Regions from separate parts of the Hordeum vulgare genome. Here region 2 is linked to region 1. Evidence: chromatin contacts called from public Hi-C data. All regions are on one chromosome and are shown on one strand. Each heading gives the region's core, a stretch centred on a gene start, on an enhancer-like site or on the middle of the called end of the contact. The rest is flanking DNA. Distances are from core to core; before and after follow the strand shown. Region 1 holds the start of LOC123427456 (SPX domain-containing membrane protein OsI_17046). Region 2 holds the start of LOC123430636.

Region 1 (5,873 bases), core at 845-3,344:
ATCTCACAATATCAAGCTTTACACATGAAAATCATCAAACAACTCTTTCAGGCCATCCTTGATCGTCTCCCAAAAAAAGTTGGCAAAATTATATTGGTAAACCATCAGGGCCAACAACTGTATTATGTTTCGTTCCAAAGAGAGTTCCCTTGATTTCCTCCAAAGTAAAGGGTTCAACAAGCATATTTCTATCTTATTCACTCAACTGAGAGCATCAAATTCCATCTAATCTAATAGATGTGATATCAACGGGCTGAAACAACTGTTTGCAAAAATCACTAATATGAAGCAGTAATTCAGATCCAACAGTGATGAGATCTACATCTTCATCAAACATGAGATAATATTCTTCTTTTTCCCCTAGAACTAACTTTTAGTTGGAAATATCTAGTATTTCCATCTCCTTCTTCCAAATCTCCTATTAGATATTTGCCTCCATTTTAATTCATCATCTCTGAGCAATATATTCAGTTCAGACTCATAAAACTATAGTTGCCTTCCCCAGTAATGAAGCCAAAAGTGAGAAATATTCATATTATTATTATTCAATTTTAAGCTTTGCAACACAGGTGGGTTGTGGCCCATCCGACCACTCCTAGCTCCGCCAGTGTATTTCCCCTATGGTTAAGGGAGATATTTGTGTGTGGATACATGATACTCTGCATCATCTTGATATTTTTTTTGCTAGAATGTGCATGAGTATGCGTAGTATGCATTAAATGGGTAGAGTGCGTAGAGTACCCAAGTCCATATACAAGCATTGGCTAGTGCAAAGCCATACAACATCTGGCGACGCCTGACGATGTCATCCATCCATGCTCAACACGCTAGACTAACTACCCGCCCCTGTCAAACTAGATAAGCCTCCCGAGATCTCACCGTAGCCCCCTTTGAGTAACCTTGCCCGATGCCAAACACGACCTCCGCTTTGATCTTGGGAGGGATACGACTGATGCATGGCGATGCCCCGTCAAACATGGTGGCATTGCGATGCTTCCAAATTTCCCACATAACCTACATAGTGATGGAGTGAATCTCCTTGAGCCGCTCGCGGTTGCCGGGCAAGCCATTGCACCAATCCACAATGGTATCATTTGGAGAGGGGGTCCATTGTGGCTTGCCTAGCACAGATCAATTAGTCGACCAAACTGTTCTGGCAAAAACACATATTATGAGTATATGGTTGATCATCTCGACCTCTTGGTCACAAAGAAGGCATGTGTCGTGCTGCAGTAATCTTCTTCTCCAAAGACTGTCCGGAATCCAGTAACGATCCTGCATGGCTATCCAAACGAAAAAAAGCAATACTATCATGGTGCACGCAACCTCGAGACAAATTCTTCATATGGTGTGGCATCACGCCTCACAAATTCCATATGCCGATCTGAGAAGAGTATCCGTCTGATTCTCAGACCCATTGAATCATATCCCTTGCGTCCATGTCCAGCTTGAACTCAGCCATATGCCGCCACAAGTTCAAATGCTCTGCAATGCCCACATCATCAAGGTCATGCCCAAGATCAAACAACCAAGCATCATCCTGGTTGCATCATATTGATATGTACCTTTTTTTTATAAAACGAAGGCTCAAGAAGAACCTGGCTTTAAATTAATTTGTATATGCTCCCTCCATCCTAAAAATAAGTGTCATATATTTAATATCAAATCAGTATAAATTTAACACTAGATCAACTACATTTATTTTAAACGAAGGTAGTATATATTAAGTAAAAGAAGGGACTCATAGACCATCTCAATATTTGCCGATTAAACGGCGGGGCAAGCCGTGGGTGTGGCAGTCATCATGTAGGCGCGACCGCGAACAAAGATGCAAAACCAATGGTATATAGTTCCGGCAAAAGGAAAACATACAGGGAAACATCCACCGTCGAATTGAAACCGTCGCGCTCCACGGTGGGATCGGATCGGATGAATCCTCCAGGCGGCTGGGATCGGATTGCCAGCAAAAGAAGCGAGGAAGGAAAGGAAAGGAGAACGAAAGCGGGTAAATCCTGGCCACGGGCCCGCCCGCGGACGGTGACAAGGCGGAGAGTCCAGACGCGATCCTCGACGTCCGCACCCGCAACACGCGGAGCAGTGCCGCGCGCTAGTCATCGGCAGCCAAAGCGGCAGCGCCGTCTCCGCCACAACCCCGAGACACCCCGCGCCTCCACCCTCCACCCTCCTCCTCTCCCTCCCCTTCCCAATCCAATCTGCCTTCTTCTTCTTCTTCTTCTTCTTCTTCTTCTCCCCCCACGCCACCTGCCACTGCTGCTCCTATATATACCGCCCCACGCCTCTCGTCTCCCGTCCCTTCCCCTTCGCACCTGGAGCCATCGTCGAGTAGGCCTGACCTGCATCTGCATGCCCCCGTGCTGAGTGCCGTCCATATGTGTGAGTGAGTAACTATCCATCCCGTTCTCCGCACGCCCTGCGTGGCTGATTGATTCTGTTAATGCTTCGACCGGATTGGAAAACTGATTCGCCGGTGCTGCAGGGACTGCTGCGTCGCGGCCAGGCCAGGTTTGCTGATGTTCATCTAACTAGCCGGGGAGAGTCCAGAACTGATCGATCGAGCTTCGGATTCGCCTGTTTCCTCAGCCATTGGTCACGGTTAAGCTCGAGGTGACGGTGAGTTCCTTCTCCGAGTTTGACTGTGTCATACTCCGCGACTTCCTTTACAGAGTGCCGTACGTGTTCAACGAATTTTTGCTTTGCTACATGCTTCTTTTCACTCCTGCTCCGCCTCGAGCCCTCGATCCTTAGGTTTCAGTATTGTGCACTGTCCGGTCGTATCATTCAACACGTGAGTTCGTTAGGACATCTACAGAGAAATGTCGAGTGAAAGTAGATCGGTCCAGTTGCTAGGTGCATGTGTTTGTGTCTAGGTGCGGCTTAGCTGCACGTTGCTTCTCCAATTATTATTTGCTAGGTGCATGTGTTGGTAGTCAGTACTCTGTACTCCTAACAAGACAGCCATATGTTTGTTTTTTTCCTTTCCGGTGAAGTATATGAATTTTGGATGAAAGATTTGATGGATATATGTGTGTGTTCATCCAAGTTCATCCTGCACATTGCATAGTTTTCTTTGAGTCGACCTCTCAGTCCTCAGGATTTTCTTTCTCCCTTCCCATCACGGTGAACTGAACTTGAACTTCTATTGCACCAGACAAACTTATAACGTAAGGTAAATAATAACATAAGGAGGACAGCAATTTTGACCCTTGAGGCTTTGTCTCAACAACCACCGCATGATTTCGTCCAGAAAACAACCACCGCAAGATTTCGTCCACAAAACAACCACTGCAAGACAAATGGACAAGTGAAAGGACTCTGTAGTTTACTTTAAGGGTGAAATAGAATAAGACTTCTTACAAGGACAAGGTGAAAGAGAAGTTGTTGAAGTACTCTAGCTTAGGGTCCCATGATCGATTCCGTATCTCAATAAATGAGCTCCTCTGGCCATGGAGGCCCCGTCATTTTGTCGCCACGACACATGCAGGTTCTAGGTTTTGTTGCTACCTGGCTTATCAACCTTGGGAGACTATTTTTCACATCCGGCAGCCATGGACAGCCAAGATGTTGAGATGTTAATATTATCTCTGGCAGATCCGTCCCAACTTCGGACCATAGATTAATTTTGTCCAATTGCGCTCTATTAATACTTAATACTAGCTTGATGTAGGTGCAATCAGTGATAAGTCATGCGACAGATATTTAGCACGTTTTTGACTTAATGTTACAGCAGACTAACAGTTACGCCTCCAGTGACTCCCCAATCATTCTCGACACCATGATTAATCTGTGCGATCCTCCAAACATGTCTCCAGTTCTTTGTTCTCCTTTTTTTGTGTGGCAAAAGCTGTGTTCTCTTTGAGATCTGCTGTTTAAAAGTACTTACTGTGCCCCGTGAATCGACCCTTGTGGTGAATGACAAAATTCTTATGGAGTGGACGGTTCCCTAAATTTATTTTGTATAAACAGAGAAATGGGTAGAGTGTGATAAATAATATTTATGTAGTTTTCGTTTGATTAATGCTGAATCGTGTGACCATACTGTTTATTGGCTAAATCATGCCATTCCTTATTTAGGGAGCGGCTTCTAAGTCTTAGTTGTACATCACTATCCTTCCCTTTTTCCTACGTTAGACTGCAAATCAATGATCCATTTGATAGCAACAAGTAAATTAATTTACTAAATATAATAAAAAATAGAAAAATAATTCCATAAGTGTGCTTGCGTAACACAGTTGCTGTCTAATTGATACTGCATTTGTGATGGGTTTTTGTGTGCCATATCATCTAATGATTTATCCTCAGTATGTTTTAGATTCTGGTAGAAACAGCAAGATGGTGAACTTTGGAAAGAAGTTGATGGCAGATCAAGTAGAAGAATGGAAAGGGTATGTCTGTCTTGAAGTCCTTCTGAAAAGTTTTTTCTTTTATCTGTTGAGAGGAAGAGAAGACTTTTCATACTTTAATACCAAATTGATTACATATTATTCTACAAAAAATATATTATTCTAGTTTGAGCCATGCGTACGTGTGACACTTTTAACCACAATTAACTTATTTTGGACACTATAAACCTTATTTCATACCCGTAAATCCACGTTCAAGTTTGAACCACATTCTAGAAGTTGAGGTGCTCATGATAGTTTGGTCCCACACGCTGGCATAATGTGACATTCAGATCTGGACATGTCGCTCGCCAATGGACATACTTTTCTCAAAAACTTAAAGAACATGGACACAATATGGTCCAAAGTGTCACAAGAAATTAAAATGTATTAGTGCTTGTATCCCACCTGTGTCATTTGCTTCAATCTTGTAAACCAAAAAAGAACCGAGGAGCCATCTAACTGTTGTTGTCCTATGATGATGAACTCAGTACACATGACACAGGACAATTTCCTTGCTCACAATTTTCTTCATAAGTTCAATAAATTTCCTGCAGTAATCTTATGAGTTATTTTGTCTTTATGTTCTTATAGGTACTATATCAATTACAAATTGATGAAGAAATTGTTAAAGCAATACGTTCAACAGACCCAAATTGGCGGCAAAGATTGCGAGCAAGTTCTTAAGGAGTTCTCGAGGATTCTTGATGATCAGGTATGCAGAGAGTGATTTCTCTTGAAATGATCATAAATACAAATTTTCAAGCTGCTTGTCCATTTGGTCTATCGTTCCCTACACCACGAGCTATACATATATTGAAATTAAAATCGAGGAATTGGGAGCTAACCTATATATATATATATATATATATATATAGGTAAATTGTTTGGGACACCTAACCTAGCCTTTAATAGCTCGCATGTTATCCCATTTGCATTTATTGATTTGAAAATAATTAAAACACACATTAATTAGCTAAAGTTCTTTTGTGTTGCTAAATTCAGATTGAAAGGATCGTGCTCTTTCTGCTGCAACAACAAGGCCACCTCTCTAGAAGGATTGAGGAATTGGGAGCACAGCGTGCTGCTATTATGCAACAGGTTGATGCATCAAGAGTTTTCCAACTTCGTGAGGATTACAGAGAAGTTGGAAGAGATCTCGTAAAGCTTCTCCGCTTTGTTGACATGAATGCTACCGGTCTAAGGAAGATACTGAAGAAATTCGATAAGCGGTTTGGCTATAAATTTACAGATTATTATGTCACCACTCGTTCAAACCATCCTTATTCGCAGCTTCAGCAAGTCTTTAAGCAAGTGGTAATTTTCTGGCATCTTATATTGGCGACTGTTTTTCTTCTTCTTTTCCAGCAGCTAATCCGCATTTCTGCAACTTATCATGCGCTTCTACCAATACAGGGAATTGTAGCAGTTGCAGGTGCTTTATCACGCAACCTTGCATATCTGGAACATGAG
Region 2 (5,873 bases), core at 970-3,469, 270 kb before region 1:
CACTCAGCGCGCTCTGCGCTTTGCGTGCCAAGCGAGACGCAGGATTTGCCACGGCGAGTTCGGATTCCTCTGGCAAGTTCCATGGGCAGACGGAGGTGGTCCTGCCTCAAGAAAAACATCGACTCAGGCCGAGGCTTTGGAAGCCTTTTGCTCATTTTTTGTTGCTTGGACGCATGTTCGCCCTAGAAAAGTGTTTCTCAGCGGCCCAGGAGTGCATGACAGCATGGATGTGATTTCCTTACAAAGAAAACTGCTATAGTTAGGTACTACTCTCTTAGTTTTCAAATATATCATTAAAAGATTATATACGAATGTATATAGATATATTTTAAAATATAAATTCATTCATTTTGCTCCATACATAATTCTTTGGTAAAATCGCTAAAAATACTTATATTTACGAATGGAGGAAGCAGTTTAATTACTAAATAACACTAAGATAAATATGCCTTGTAGCTTTGCGCTAGTAAACTGATAAAACTCCCCTAAACGCTCGGTCACACAACTGGACCTACTCAAACGTGTTCACTTTCATGAAAGCAAACCGTCCGCAAAGGCGATGGTTGGTGTCGCCGTTAGACGTCGTGAACGGTGGCCTCCAACCCTCTTCCTCCGCTGCTCTGGCGGCTGGTGGAGAGGGGTGGGCTCCCATTTTCTCTTCCTGTTATTCTATAGGTTTAGTGTTTCGTCTTCGTCTAATAATATCAATTTGGTGAGATTAATGTTGTGTCTAATAAGTTGCCCTTAGTCTATTCCTCCCATGAAGATGTTTTTTTTTTCTATGGCGCCGCTAAGTTGATGGCCTCGTCTGCTTGCCGTTGGTTCAAAGCGGTGGGCCCTATGCTTTCTATGTCCAATGGTTGCCGTTTTTTACGGCGGCGCCGATAAGTGGGACATATTAGTGCTAGTACATGGTTGGTGGTTCGACGATGGCGTTTTTTTGCGGCAATAGTGACAAGATGCGTCGGATCTAATTTTAGGTCAGTGTGGGGAACATCCTCGACTGACACGTCACATCGTCAAGTGCATGTTATGCAGGTCTGATCTTTGGCTCACAACGCCTACAAGGCTATGATGCTGGTCCGGATTTTGGTTTGCTGGTGTTTTGCCTCTTCTTTCGATGTGCGTCTCGGCGGCATTGATGTTCGATGGCAATTTCATATTTGGTTGTTTGCAGGGACTCCGATGGGCTCATTTGTAATATATTTTTATGTGGAGTTCATTCTAGAATTTTATCTCGACATCTATCATGTCTTGATCTTTCTGCTAGATTTCACATGTATGTGTGCAATTGTACATTGTTTTATTGATTAATAAAGTGTGTATAGTAAAGAAAACTCGTATTTTAGAGAAAATTTTATATAATTTTAGCTAATTAAGAGCATCTACAACCGGACACCTCAAACTTCCCTTCATACGCCCGTGGACGCGTCTGGTTAATGACCCCTTATATCATCCCTATACGTTCGGGCTGTCCGTGAACCCTCATAACCATATACATATCAAATATAGAGAAGATATAAGGGCTCGCGGCCCGGACGTGCCCGGTCAGTCCGTCACGTAGGACGCGACCTCACCCCGAACCACTTTTCTTTTTCTTTATTCGTTCTTTTCTTTCCCTCTCTTACTCTTCACCAATTACATGAAAGCAATCGGACATATCATGAAGAAAATAAGAAATATGATTGTGGGACTCACAAATAAGAAACACGCCTGATCATTGACAGGAGGTTGAAGAAGACGATCTAGCCATTAATTTTGCATCCGACGGTTGATAACGCATCAACTGATCCAAAATCATTTTTCAGTACTAACCCCTAGCTTATCCTTTACTACTTTGCACGGTCATTCTAATCCATTTGCTCACATAAGCTCTTATTAAGACACCGCCAAACACGACAAACAGTGCGTGAAAACAGCCTAAGCATCCGATGCATACACTGTTTTGGCTGCAACCTCCCCGAAACCGATGCGACACGCTTCTTAATCCCTGGCCTGACAATGCCAAGTGCAAACATCCTCTGCACCTCCAGCTTCCAAACAAAATTTTACTGCACTACCGCCCAAACCATCCCACTCCGAGTCTCCGGCTAACTCGTGCGTGTCACAGTCCGGCAGATCATATACAAAGATTACTACTTGTAGTGTCTGCGTCTGCCGCTCTGTTCACCACCCCCCAAAGACCACACAGGTCTCGCCTCCTTGCTCCTTGCTCCATCGCCCATCAGGGCACAAGCTAGCAGAACATTACATCATTTTATTCTCTGGGAGTGCAGTTCAGTTGGGCAGCCGTGCAAGAAAGCGCAGGGTGCCAGCCATGGAGTTGGAGGGGAGGCCGGCGCTGATGCTGAAGGAGTGGCTTGAGCTGGAGTTCACCGCGGAGCTCTCCCGCGGCGGCTTCGGGTGCTACCCGCGCCACCTCGTCGCCGAGCTTCGTAGCACGCGGCGCAACGGCGACGTGATGGCGAGGGTATCCGCTGCGGTGAGGGCCGCGTTATTCCGGCCATCGGGAAGGGAGGGGGAGGTCGCGCTCGCCGGGAATTTCCCGAAGAAGCTGCGTATGGGTTTCTGGAAGAAGAGAAGGGGCGAGGAGGCGGTGGAGAGGAGGGTTCCCAGCTGCTCAGCGTCCACCACAGCCATCGGAAGGAGGGATGGTTCGTCGCCGGGGCGGAGTCGGGAGCGTGGCCAGGCGGGTGACGTCGGTGCAGGTCTCGCCGGCCGCCGTAACAGCGAAACAAAGGTAAGAGTGCACCCTTTTCCTGTGAATTCACCTCACGTCTCCATTCCCTTTTCTGCTTAATTATGTTCTTCGTGCCGGTTGGTTGTTGGTTTGCATTGGATCGCGCGATCCTCCTTCTAACAGGTTGCTGGGCTCGGGGCAACGCGACACTTGGAGCAGGAGCAGGAGCAGGAGCGGAAGCAGCGTCTGAGCCCGGTCTCGGTGATGGATTTCCTCAGCCAGGATGAAGACGACGAGGACGAGAACGGCGACGGCGACGGCGTGGATGGAGACGACGAGACCGCGTCGCCGACGTTCCAGCGAAGCATCGCCAACATTCGAAGTAAGGCTTTCGGCACTTCTTTTCTCTTCGTTCTGAAGTGAATTCTGTTCGTTGAACCTGTCACTGCTACGTCAAGTCCCTGCAAAATTGCACTTGATGCAAAGCGCTCGCACATGTTTATCGCCCGTAAGACCAGGCTAGGCTAAGTTTTGGCTTTTGTTTTTTTAGAACAGTGATGATATCAGGCTAGCTGCTTAGGCGTCTCGATCACGTAGTGATCGTTGACAGTAATCACCGATCGACAGGCACAACGTTTTCTACCACGGCTCGTCCGTCCTCCACCGTCTAACCGTACGTGCTGCAGTCGCCAGCACAGCAAAGTCGCCTTTTGGTTCGTACTCCTACTTAAGCCCGGATTAGTTAGAAAATAATCGTGTGCAAATGATACGGCCCCTAACTAATGTAGATCAAGTACAGTTCGATGCCCTGGTCGATGTATATATGCACACGAACTGTTGGCGTATTAGGCTATGGCAACCACATGCCACGAATATATATCAGGTGACCCATTCCTGTCTCCCCTCTTATCAACTCAAGGCACATTGCTCCTGCGCAGACCGTTGGATGCAAATACGTGCAAGTAAGGAACAGTGTAGTGCAGTACTACAAGAAGAAAAGGAGCGGGGGAAACGTGAGGTTGATGGCCGAGCAGCAACGCATAATGGTTGCGTGGAGAATTGTATATGATCAGCACATTAAACAAGTGTTAACTCGGGGGACAACTTGATTCTCGATCGCAGCCTACACTATCGGAAAGTACAGAGCATGTCGTATTCTAAAGTTTCCAACGCAATATGAAAAGCGAGAAAGGGGCGAAATGATGGACAGAATAATCGCCTTATCAACCGAGTAGCGGCTGGCCAGTGGATGTAATCATGCAAGGTGTACCATCCATCTGGTGCTCATCCAGAGTAATCACATATTAGTAGCATTTCGTAACACGAAAGGGGCATATACCGGCTGTCGACTATGATTGTCCTCTTTAGATGAGCATACTTGGGAGTTAACAATTTAGCATGCACCGGCTCGTCAAGTGTCATATATAGCACGGAGATGGGCAGAAACCTAAAGCAATATGTAGTGAGTAAGGGCATCTTCAACGTGGATCATCAAAAAAATCTGAAATTATCAAGAACACTTTAGGCCTTCAACGCTAGTTCTTAAATGTCCACGGACTGGTGCGGACATCCGAAAACCTTCAGGCCATCCTTAAATCCCGGGGGAGCTTTAGATGGCTATTTGCTTATGTTCATTTGGTGACTAGCATTAGATATGCCCTTATTCAGTGTGTTATTAATGAATAAAAGGTTTGCTAGCTCTAGATGAGTTTATTACGTGTCAAGTTATGTTGCAATACAAACTTAGAGTACCTAGGCTTATATTATTTGGAGTTTGGTTAGCCAAAGAATGTGAGAATTAAGCTAGCAGCCTAGCAATGCCAAATAGTTATGGGGCATAGACCGGATATCTTGTGTTTTGTTATGACTTGCCATGCCAATGATGCCATGTTGCTATCCAATGGGGTTTTCCCATTAACATACTACTATTCACATTGACATAGTACTATTCAGTGCTCACCGAGTTTTATCGTAAGACGGACATGCAACAATGGACCATGTGTCTATATATTGTCTGCCATTACCAATGGAGCAAATGTTAGTTTATAAGTGCCCCTTTTTATAATACAAGTTATTTACGAAGCTCATAATATCATGCACCATCTTTTAAATCATTATACATCAGTTGCTAATTAAAAACTTATGTTGTGTAGGAGCAAGTCAAGAGTTGCTTCAAAAAATTCGGCAATTTGAGCAGCTAGGCGACCTAGACATATCTGACGTGGACGATGCTACCACGACCACGGAGGATGTAAGCTACAACATGGCAGAAACAGAGTCCACAGCAGACAGTGATAATGCGTCAGCGCAGGGCATACTAGACCTCCTAGAAGCAAGCTCCTCGGGGTCCATCCACTGCTTCCAGAAGCTTCTAGTTGATTTCTTTTGCGACGATAAAACCCCGAGAAATCTAGGTCGAAGAAAGGCATTGTTGGAGACGGCCCAGGCATGGTTGGATGGGCAAAATTGTTCATTAAGACCAATTTGGGCAGTGGTGAAGGCGGAGATTGAGCCGATCCAACGGTGGAGATGTTTCGGGGATGATGAAAAGAAGTTACTAGTTGCTGATCTTGAGAGTGACATCATCTCGTTGTTGGTCGGAGAATTGGTTGACGAGTTATATTGACCGATGGCAACGAGAAGATGATTTCTTGAAACTGCTTTTGAACATGGAGATAGATGGACCAAGCAACTTTGTCCTGCAACTTTTATTTGGTGTGTATATCATCGAAGGAGAAGCACATATGAACTGGTGCAACCTTGCGAGATCCCACAACATAATATGGTGATACTATGATGTTGGAATATCAGTGTTGTGTAAGTGCTTGTACATTTATGGGTGATCTGCAATCTATTGGATACATGTCTTTTGCTTTGGATAGGGCATCAAAAGTTTGGCAACAATGTGTTCTGACCTAGAAATTTGTAATAAAACATGTGTTCTTATAAGATCCTAGGAAACCAGGTGCTTTGAGAGAAATTTGTAATAAAACTATTTTTCTTGTAAGATCCTAGGAAACCACATGCATTGGGAAAATCGCTCTCTTTTAAATGTCAAGTCACATGATGTAAATAATCATCAGCGAGGAAAGAGGACACAAGACATACTGAGTAATCATGTCTAGTTTTCTATGTAGAACACACAAAAAAGAGTTTAAACAACACGTCCGTTCCGATTTTACCCGAGTGTAAT

Evidence for each region. Hi-C and Micro-C count contacts between places; a contact is called where the count stands out from the background.
Region 2: a Hi-C map of seedling shows a contact between it and region 1, with 5 times the contacts expected there. The contact joins the promoter of LOC123430636 here to the promoter of LOC123427456 in region 1. A contact is called at or near these places in 2 of 6 Hi-C or Micro-C datasets (leaf and seedling).

What each region holds. Positions count from the first base shown.
Region 1 is chr2H:584,303,442-584,309,314 of MorexV3_pseudomolecules_assembly, reverse strand. LOC123427456 (SPX domain-containing membrane protein OsI_17046) reads left to right here and starts at 2,094. Exons shown (of 12, transcript XM_045111511.1): 1 at 2,094-2,398; 2 at 2,498-2,631; 3 at 4,331-4,403; 4 at 4,995-5,115; 5 at 5,406-5,717; 6 at 5,817-5,873. The coding sequence starts at 4,351.
Region 2 is chr2H:584,576,352-584,582,224 of MorexV3_pseudomolecules_assembly, reverse strand. It overlaps LOC123430636, which reads left to right and starts at 2,219. Exons shown (of 3, transcript XM_045114491.1): 1 at 2,219-2,740; 2 at 2,900-3,062; 3 at 4,834-5,555. The coding sequence starts at 2,318. The coding sequence ends at 5,306. LOC123430637 reads right to left here and starts at 165. Exons shown (of 1, transcript XM_045114492.1): 1 at 1-165. The coding sequence starts at 155.